2 separate regions of the Macaca mulatta genome follow, and region 1 is linked to region 2. Evidence: chromatin contacts called from public Hi-C data. All regions are on one chromosome and are shown on one strand. The core of a region is the stretch at or near the end of the contact, and the rest is flanking DNA. Distances in the headings are between cores, read along the strand shown. Region 1 overlaps PTPRC (protein tyrosine phosphatase receptor type C). Region 2 has its middle 98 kb from the start of ATP6V1G3.

Evidence for each region. A called contact is a pair of places that touch in the nucleus more often than the background predicts.
Region 1: a contact with region 2 is called in a Hi-C map of CD4 T cells, with 5 times the contacts expected there. The contact joins two enhancer-like sites. A contact is called at or near these places in 3 of 14 Hi-C or Micro-C datasets (CD4 T cells, fetal cortical plate and sperm).

Annotation. Positions count from the first base shown.
Region 1 is chr1:56,322,005-56,326,904 of T2T-MMU8v2.0, forward strand. The region is part of intron 2 of PTPRC (protein tyrosine phosphatase receptor type C); the gene reads left to right. It also overlaps the pseudogene LOC100428174. Among named protein-coding and RNA genes, the nearest start is that of PTPRC, 43 kb to the left of the region's middle. Within about 2 kb of position 2,882, at least 27 of the 40 cell types and tissues checked have an H3K27ac peak or open chromatin away from gene starts, as enhancers often do. A contact at or near this core is called in CD4 T cells, where this site is marked.
Region 2 is chr1:56,079,147-56,084,161 of T2T-MMU8v2.0, forward strand. No RefSeq gene overlaps it. Among named protein-coding and RNA genes, the nearest start is that of ATP6V1G3, 98 kb to the right of the region's middle. Within about 2 kb of position 1,510, at least 1 of the 40 cell types and tissues checked has an H3K27ac peak or open chromatin away from gene starts, as enhancers often do. A contact at or near this core is called in CD4 T cells, where this site is marked.

The sequences.
Region 1 (4,900 bases), core at 1,632-4,131, 240 kb after region 2:
ATAGCGGTGGAGGCCTGTGCCCTCCGGAGGCCCCGAGCCCACGTAATGGAGAGGACTGTGCCACTGCTGATGTCATTGCCCTTCATGTTGACCACCAGGAAATGACGCCATTCTGTGTACTGGGGCTCTTTCCTGCCGGGAGCATCGGTTTCTGTTAGGACGAAGGTGTAGAGTTTCCTTTAATCAAGATCATCCCATGAAATGCTGGAGGGTCTGTTAACCTAGGTGGGCGTCAGCACTTTGCCCAGCTCGTCCACCGCCGCCCTGGCGTAGGTGACAGGCAGCGAGTGCTGCGGCTGCCCGTCCCCTTCCTGCAGGCTCAAGGGACTGAATCGCTTGCTGAGGTCCCCCTGGCATGGCTGCGCAAGAGCGGAGCGCGCAGCTGGGCGTTCTACTAGGCCAGGAGCAGGCGCAACGGCGACTCGGCAGCCTCTGAAAACTAGCCAGGGAAGCCGGGGTTCATTTATATTATTTTAAAAATATTACTAAAAGCTTCACAAACTGTCTTGTTTAATAGCCACAACATTGGGAGGCCGAGGCGGGCGGATTACTTGAGGTCAGGAGTTCGAGACCATTCTGGACAACATGGTGAAGTCCCGTCTCTACTAAAAATACAAATATTAGCCAGGTGTGGTGCTGCATGCTTGTAATCCCATCATCTACTCAGGAGGCTGAGGCAGGAGAACCGCTTGAACCCGGGAGGTGGAGGTTGCAGTGAACTGAGATAGTGCCACGGCACTCCAGCCTGGGCCACAGAGCAAACTCTCTCATAGAAGAAGAAAAAAAAAAAAAAAGATACAACAGTCTCCTTTGAACTGAAGAGGAATGATGTAAAGTTATATAAAGTTCAGAGGAATTGATGTAAAGTGAATAGTAAAGAGTTTGGAATCTACTAAAATATTTTAACAGAAAAGGGACACACATCAGTGCATTTTACAAGTAGATCAATGTGGCAGTATCTAGCATGCATGGGGAAGGGATGGAGGAAGTCGTCAGTTTAGAAACTGAGTATAAACATTATTGAAATAGGACATGATAAGTACCTGGACCAGGGTAAAGGCAATGGAAAGTAAGAGGAAGCCACAGACCACAGATACTAGGAATTCAAGGACTATGTACCGAAATTCAGGAGAATGATGTGAAATGGATGCTCTGAATCCTCTATTCCCAGGAGGCAGCATTATGGAGTTAGGAGGAAATGCAGGAGCTTTGGATTCTAGTAGACCTGGGATTGAGTTTTTGCACTGTTACTCTATATTCAAAGCAATATATTTAAACCAGCTGTGTCTTCCTTTTGTCCTTTATAAAACAAGAATAATAATGCTTATCACATAGAAATATTAGGAGGATTATATATGATAACGTATCAAATAGTAGGTATTCGGTAAATGTTCCTTGTTTACTAAAGATCGAGAAACCACTTTCTGATGTATAAAGGGATGAAGAGCTGGCCCAATATGAATTTTCCCAAAGAAGTTAAATGAAAAGGATCTCATTATCCTTTTCAGGATTTATTATTAATGAATGTTAATATATTATTTTAATATTTTCTATCTTATGAAATAATTATTTAGTCAGAACATAAGACAACTGGTAGGAATACACAGCATGGAAAATGGTTACCAACTAGGGCTGCAGGGTATCAGGGAATGTGACAAGGCAGCAAAATGTTTCTACACATGTCTTTTTTTTCAGGCATTGTCTTTCATGAGACTATCAAGTGTGTATCTAGGAAGCTGTTCAACTTAGCGCAGTGCATTTGCTTGCAAAGCGTGCAATGCCATGTTTCCCACTGGTAGGGTTGTATTTCATATGTGATGATAATGTCTCTGAACAAATAGGAAATATCCTTGCCTAGACTATATTTTATCATTTCATTATCTAGTGGTAAAGGAATGTGAGTTCTGTTTACAAATAAACATTTTGTCTTACTTTTTTCTTTGTGATCTATTTTCTCCAGGTTTCATAATGTAATGAATTAATAAAGTTTAATTGCTGGCCAAATCAACGGTGACTTTTTATGTTTTTAAATATAAGATTGGGTTTAACTTATTTTTGTCATCAAAATAGCATTCGTGAGTGCTTTTCAAAATGAAGTGCTTCTGAAATAAAACGCATAATAAAACTAACCTTACTTTTGAAATACATTTCTATTGAAGCAAACACAAATCAATCTGGAAATTCAGCATTTTGTAGCAGTTAAATGTATAGTCAGGCAGCTCAACGTCAACTAGAGAAGTTGTGGTTTTAACCCCGAGATAGGGCTGATTATGCTGGTGCTATGGCAACGTATTGCACCATTTGGTAGCGCCTGTGTGCTTAACCGCATGAGCTGCGCCTCTTCCTTTCCTATAAAGACTCAGAATAAGAAAAACAGAAGTACACCGAAGAGAAGAAACCACAAGAGCAGTAAAGACACTGCTGTTAGCTTTTAGCTGTGCAAACAGCAGTCTTATGAGAACAACACATTGAAAACCTCTTCTATTTGAAAGTGTAGCTTTTCCCATTATGCCTGGGTTCCTTTAATGATTTTGAAAGTAAACCAAGTGTTTCTGTTCAGAGTTTTCATTAAAGGGAAATAAGAAAAAATAAGCAGTGCATTTATCAGCCTTTGCTTTTATTATTCTCGGCTTTTAGGAGTGGAAGGCTTTTGTGCAGCCTCAGCGGACATTTGATTCTGTTTGTGAGATGGGAGATTAGTTTCTATTAGGTGCACTCCCTATAATCTAACATTTATTTTCTGTGAATTTTTTATTATATTGTAGTTAGTTCACAAAAAAGTACAATTTTAATTTCTCTCCTGGCTCATTTAGAAAGGGTTGTGGTTGGTGCTGTAAACACGTTTCTACAGAACTAGATTAAATTCACAGACACTCACTGTCTTAGCACTGTTTATTTTCTATGGGGAGCTTCATTCACCTATTCTTTCCCTCACCCCACTTCTTTTACAAGGTGTAGGTTGATTGGCAAAAGCTTTTGTTTGTTTTGCTTTGTTTCAAAGCACAGACATAATAAAATCATGACTTTTTTTAGCATGTTCTGTTCTTCTTTCCTTACAGATTTGGGTAAAAATACTGAAGGACAGACAAGTTCATTCTACCATTTTTGTCAGCTGTAGGCCTATTCACTTTTCCTCTCCTGTTTTTCTGAAATATAAGAATCTACCCCTTTTGTAGTCATTGTCCAGCAATTTGCACTTTTTAACAATAAATTTTAATGTGTGGTACTCTGAATCCCATTTTGATGATTATACATAATATTTACTCATTTTTGAGTCCCTAATAGTTCTTTAGCACAAATACTGGATTTAGCATTAAATATTTTTTCCTTATAGCGCAATGTAGTTGAACAAGCATGGGGGTTTTTAGAGTCAGACAGATCTGCATTTAAATCTAGACTCATTTTGCTACAAGTTCTTTAGCCTTGCATACACATATTTATGATTTTGAACTTTCGTCTGTGAAAAGAAGAGAATACCATCTACTTTGTAGGATTTATTTCTACAATGATTAGATAAAATAATATGTAACAGTATTTAAGACAATGTCATCCACATAGTAGCTGCTTATTAAATAGTAAACGCTGTTGATAGCACTAAATACACTAATAAAATATTTGACCACCTATGCAAACATCTTTTGATGATTCTTTGTACTTTAACGATGTTCACAACCGATCCTAGAGGAAGCAAAGAGCTACAAAAATGTATACTTACTAAGACATTAATATAATTAAATGGTTTTTGCTATCTGAAGTATATTGTATAAATCAGGTATATATCCCTGGATTTAGGTAAATGAAAACATACATTTTCATAAGAAGCAAAAATACAATTAATATGGGAATAAACCTATTCTGGAAAATGTTTAAAAAGAAAATATGGATAAGGAAGCATCTTTCTCAGTTGTTCTTAACCCTTGTTTCCATCACAATCACCATCAGAGCTTTAAGAAAGTATCAGTGCACAGATCACGCTACCCCACAAATATACTAAATCAGATTTTCCAGAGTTGGAGCCCAGAAATATACACCTTTTAATCATATTTAAATATGCCCAGTCAGGATCAATACAAATAAAGGATTACTCAGGATAATAATACTGGTTATACACACACAAATATACATAACTGATAACAAGCCACAATTTTGTAAACTATGTTCTCAGAAACATTGCAGTTACATCGTACAAGTGTCCTATAGTATGTCCATGGGAAAAAATGAGTTTGTGGCAAATACTTTTAGGAGATCTTGAGCTAAACGAAGTGACATAAGTTTTTCTATGCTTTTAATATATTAACACACTTTATAAATATCTCCAAAGGGTATGTAGCGTGAATTACTTCTGAAACAGATTTGACTATGGGACATTTAAAGGCACACATATCTAAATCAAAGACTTCAATTTGACCATCATTACACAGGAAGTGATAATCATTTTCCCCCTGACTTGTAGATAAATATTTTAAGACAGAAAAAAAGCAGTGTAACTGATTGTTCTTAGATGGTTATCTAGCAGCCTTTATTAATTTTTTGTCATTAATTGTTTTGTTAATCAACATGCCTGCAATATATAACATGATGTTTTAGGTCAGGTATAAAATACCTACAAATGCATTCCTAGTTTTAGAGGTGTGTGTTTGCAAACTCATATGTATTCACAAGCAAAAAATATTATTTTAAATATTGGACACCATAATTCATTGGGAGACAACTAGATATGATTGCGATCTTTAAATTTTTTTAATTATTTGATTTTATTCCTCTCATGACCCCAAAATTTGCCATCTTTATCCTCAATTCTGCTTTACATAATGATATTTTTATTTATTATTTGCATTATTATTTAAAATGTGTGTCTATAATTTGAAAGTTTAAATAGTACTGTAAGGCCTAGAGTAAA
Region 2 (5,015 bases), core at 260-2,759:
TGATTGCCTTAGACTGGCCTCAAACTCCTGAGCTTAAGCAATCTTCCTGCCTCACCCTCCTGAGTAGCTAGGACCAAAAACATGTGCCATCATGCCTAGCTAAGGAGTACTGGTATCTTATACAATGTACCTCAGTTGGGATTTGCCGGATATCATGGTTAGGTTGGGGTTATGAGCTTTGGGGAGGAAGACCATAGCCATAAAATACCATCATAATACTTATCACTATTAATGTTAACAGTGATCACCTGGCTGAGGTGTGTTTGTCAAGATTGTCTATAGTCAAGTTATTCCTCCCCACTTTTTCTGAGTTGTGCTGTTTAGAAGAAAGTCACTGTACAACTTACATGGAGTGAGGAGTTAGGTTTCACCTTCTTGGGTGGGGGTGACTTTTCTGCATAATTTGGGATTCTTTGGACAAAAGATGTGTCTAATCTCCCCCAACTTTCTTATTTATTCAATTGTTTTTATTAGTAGGGACTCCTGGATATTTATTTTAGACTTTGGATTTCACAAAGTTTTTAGGTTATGGAAAACTCCCTTGATTTTATTTAGATCTCTTACCTTACCAGGTCAGCTCTTGCCACTTCTCACCACATACCCAAAATTCTAGGCACAGGAAACACTTCTCTGTTTGGAGACCTGCCACTCAGACATCTCTCTGTCTTCACACACTATTTCTTCACCTGAAATGCCATTTACCATATACTGTAGTTGAATTCATGTCAATTCTTTGAGATCTAGCTCGTATAACTGCCTGGAAATTAGACTTTATTTTCACTTCCTTGGAAATTTATGTATATACCTTTATAGTAGTATTTATCACATTATCTAATATTTGTTTGCTTGTTTATCTTCCTCACTATATTGTGAAGTCATTGTGATAACAGCTATTCCTTTCTCTATTCTTCAGTAGCTAGCTCTCTGCCTAAGCAAGTTCTTGACAATATACAAAATTTGAATGGAGAGAAAAGAAATAGAACTTTGCTAGTTAACAAAACTGATTTTAGAAGGACTCTCTTGAGTCCTTTCTTTAGAAAAATGACATCGTGGTTCTGCTGTTAATAGAATATACAATTTGAGTTGTTTTTGTCTTCTTATAATGATATGTTTATTCTGATCATGTAGACGTCCATATGCAGTAATCTTTTAAGATCAGGTATTTGTGAGATGGCTGGCCAGAGTGAAGAATGCAGTTCCTAGCCAAAGAACAGCCTCTCCCTCTGTGAGGAGAACATATCCCCCAAGGCAGGAATGGAAACCAGGGTGACCTTGGCCTCATTAGTAGACTGCCCTAACCAGCCGAGCTAACCAGCCAGACTACAAAGACGGCAGAAAAGAAATCTAACAAACATAGACATTCACTTTGTAACATATAAAGTACAGTCTGTATTGACACACACAAACTGGCTTGACTGTTTTGACTGTCAAGTAGTCAAGAAAATATTTAAGTCAGTCAAAAAGCAGTCAAGTTGGCCAACAAGCATGTCTGACTTTCTTTTTTTCTCTGACTAGACTTTGAGTGCTGATTTGACTGGTTTGTGTTTGTAGAAACAGTCACATTTTCCTTGCCAAAAGAGAATGCTTTTTTTCGCTGAAACTTAATGAAATAACTGTTACATCATATAAATTCATTTCCTTAAGAATATGTGTCAGACTATCAAATCAGTTAAGGAAAATTCTCATCTTTTTTTCTCTTTGAAATTATGGATGGGCTAGTTTGGTTCCAAATTAAGTGAATTCATAGTGCCATCTAGTGCTTCAAAACAGAATTATCAAAGCGACTGTGGAGATATCTTAAATCAGGCATTGGCTTTAACACATTATCTTCAATTCTATGTTTAAACGAGTCACCTGGCTGATCCAGGCTAGCATTTTCTTGTTTGGATTATTAAAGTTGATTGGGTATTGAAGTTTTATCACATTTACTGGTGTGAGAAGTCATTGATTAAAGTATAGCTTGAAAAGAACCCCCAAAACATAACCAAAAACATATGTCCCTTTTATTTTTAAGAGTATTAAGGATGAAATTAATCCACAAGTAAAACCAAACAGTATCTCACAAGATAGACGATGAAAATCACAGCCATAGATAAATTAAATCACCTCCCACCCAAACATGATGAAGTAAAACAGAGACCTGAGGATCGATGTGATTTTATTCTGTGTGCTTTTGAAATATATGTTCTCAGAGAGGGTTTAGAACCGAGATACAAAGAGGAAAATGTTCACTGAAGAGAATAAACAACTCATAAATGAGAGAATTGTTTCTACCTCAAGTAAACAAACCACTGTTTACCAAACAGTTTCTGCCTTGATTGCCCTCCATTTCCTTATAAAATGGTAGCAGTATTTTCAGAACTTTATGTAAAAGTTATGCGGAAAACAGGCATAGTTGAGACACTCTTGATTTGGAACCATTGCTGATCAAGGGACAAAATGTGACATATTTACATATTTTTCTTCAGAATTGAAATAGAATAATGTTTTCTATTTCTCTGCACATTAAAATTTTAAAGGCACTTGCACGTGTTATTTCATCTCCCAACCACACTGTGCAGTATCATTAGCCTCATTTTAGAGTGGGTATCTGAATTAGCATTCAAACCCTGTCTCATACTCTCCAATGCGCGGCAAAAGCCACATGTGCCTTTGCCTTTTTTTTTTTCCTTAGGGGTTTTTGAGAGCTTAGATCTAAAACAGTGAGAAGAGGAGTAGGGTTAGGAAGTGAGTGTAAGGGGAGGAAGAATTAAACGCATGTATAGGGAGAGAGGGTCACTCACACTGCCTGCAAGAGAGGCAAGCAGGGAAAGCCTTATGTCAAGTTTCATACAGAGCTTCATCACCCATGATGTCGGAGTTATCTAGAGAATGGAACAATAATTACAACTGTTGGAAACAATCCAACCTTAATGAAATATCCCTAAATACAATATTCAGAAGTATGAAACACTAAATGAAAATTCCTAAAGAGTGAAAATCAGTACAGAGATCCATTAACATATTGAGTAGCTTTATATCAATTGCTGCTAGTCATATGCAATCAATTTTTTTTTCTTTTTCCTGCTTTTTCTTCTTCATTTCAGATAATTCACTTTGGTTTTGATATTACTAGAGATGCAAAGTTGTATTTTGTAAATATTTTGCAGTTAAAAATTGTTTCATAGTATAGGTTTTCAAATGTGATAATAAAGCTTCATTTTGAATAGAGTTTTGCTTTAATCATTGTAGATCAGCCTTAATGTACTCAATTAAAAGTAGTTTTCTCATTATCATAAATGTTCTAATATGTGTTTCCACCTATCCCTAATTGCCTTTCCTAGGGGAAAGTCCTTTGCCATTGCAGCATTAAGTCACCATAGATGAAAAAGCATGCTTAAATGCTAAAATATTTATGATCTAGTCTACTTGCATTATCAACTCATCACAACTTATTGGTAAGCAATTGCAGTGCCTCTTGGCTAAAAAAGCAATGCCAGAAGTGGTAAGGCTCATGCTGACAGCTGTGCCTGGGCTATTGCTAGATACTTCAGTACTCCTTGCCCTTGGCAAATAACTTAGTGAGAGAACAATAAAACATATTGTTGTAAAACAGTAAAAGGTACCCAGTTTGCCAGTTTGCATATTTCTCTGCAGCTATCCATGATACAGGTAGCTATGGGCAGAGCTTGCAGCTTTGCCAGACTTGCTGGCTTTGAACAAAAGTATTTTGTTTCAGGCCATTCTATTGGGTGGGTTCCTGTGGGTATTTTGAGGAAGACTGGGGAAAGAGGTGTGTGTGTGTGTATGTTTTACTTTGTTGTTACTGTTTTTTTAACAACAAATCATGAATTAATTTACCCCATATGAAACCTAAACAAAGGAAAAAAGCCTTTGGGAATCATCTTTGAAAAGAGCTGGCAGCCAGGAGAAAGAAAACATTTGCTACAGCAGTTAGGAGAACATATTTGTTTGACTGAGTTTATTTTTTATCATCCACTGAATGCTTTCATTTGACTTAGCTGTTGTGTTTTGTGCCACAAAGCTAGGTCTGTCCACGTCATGGAGGCCCTCCTTCCTGGAGTACTCAGTCCACCAGCACAGCATAAACTTCCATTTACAGTGAACGCGTAGAATACCTTGGCTGTGCTGGCAGAAAAAGGGAGCTGACGCCAAGTGAGCTGCAACCACAAAAAATCAGACAGAAAAAATTTGCAACTCAGAGTGAGCTGATAAAGAAATCATTTTTGTATGTTTCTGGAACAAAAGCATGAATTATTTTAAATTGTATTTTATTTTAATTTTATTTTTTGTTTTCCTGAAAATATCAGCCTTCTGTCTTGTCTAAACTTTTGCAGGGTATTACCAAAAACCATCCTTGGTATTGAACATGTTTAAACTTTATTACCTTTTTGTAATTCTGGCCTCTGTGGGTAGATTCCAGAAATCATCCACCTCTGCATCATCTAGAGGATAGCAAAGCCTTGCATGCAGTATTTGCGGATGGTCATTTGTTGAATGCATGAATTTACAAAACATACTAGCCATTTATAAAAAGATTTTTTGGAAATTAAATTAAGGTGAAGACAGTAAAAGATAATGTTATATATTAAACAAGTATCTTCTAGAAGTGGCATAACATAGGTAAATATGTAATTTGTGCAAGTATCAGCAAAAGTACCCAAGCAAGTTTCATGCCTATGTATCTGTTCTCCCTTAATTATATTTTCGTTTTTCTGTAGGCCATCAAAAACAGCCAACTTTCTCTATTTTAAAAAATTATTCTCTTTGTTATCAAATGAAAATCCAATCTAAAAACAGATAATATCTTTGAAAGGAAATAAAAATTAACATTGGTTTAGGTCTAACCATGTTCAAGGAACTTAATTTTGTGTGTGCTTGTATTGTCTATAAATAAATTGGTATGCAATGATTAAACAGGAAATTAAAATTAATTGGTACGTGGACTTCTTTAATTGTAGCTGCTGTAAGTGTAGGAAACATTTGATTGTATAAAAAAGTAGTTAATCGCAGGT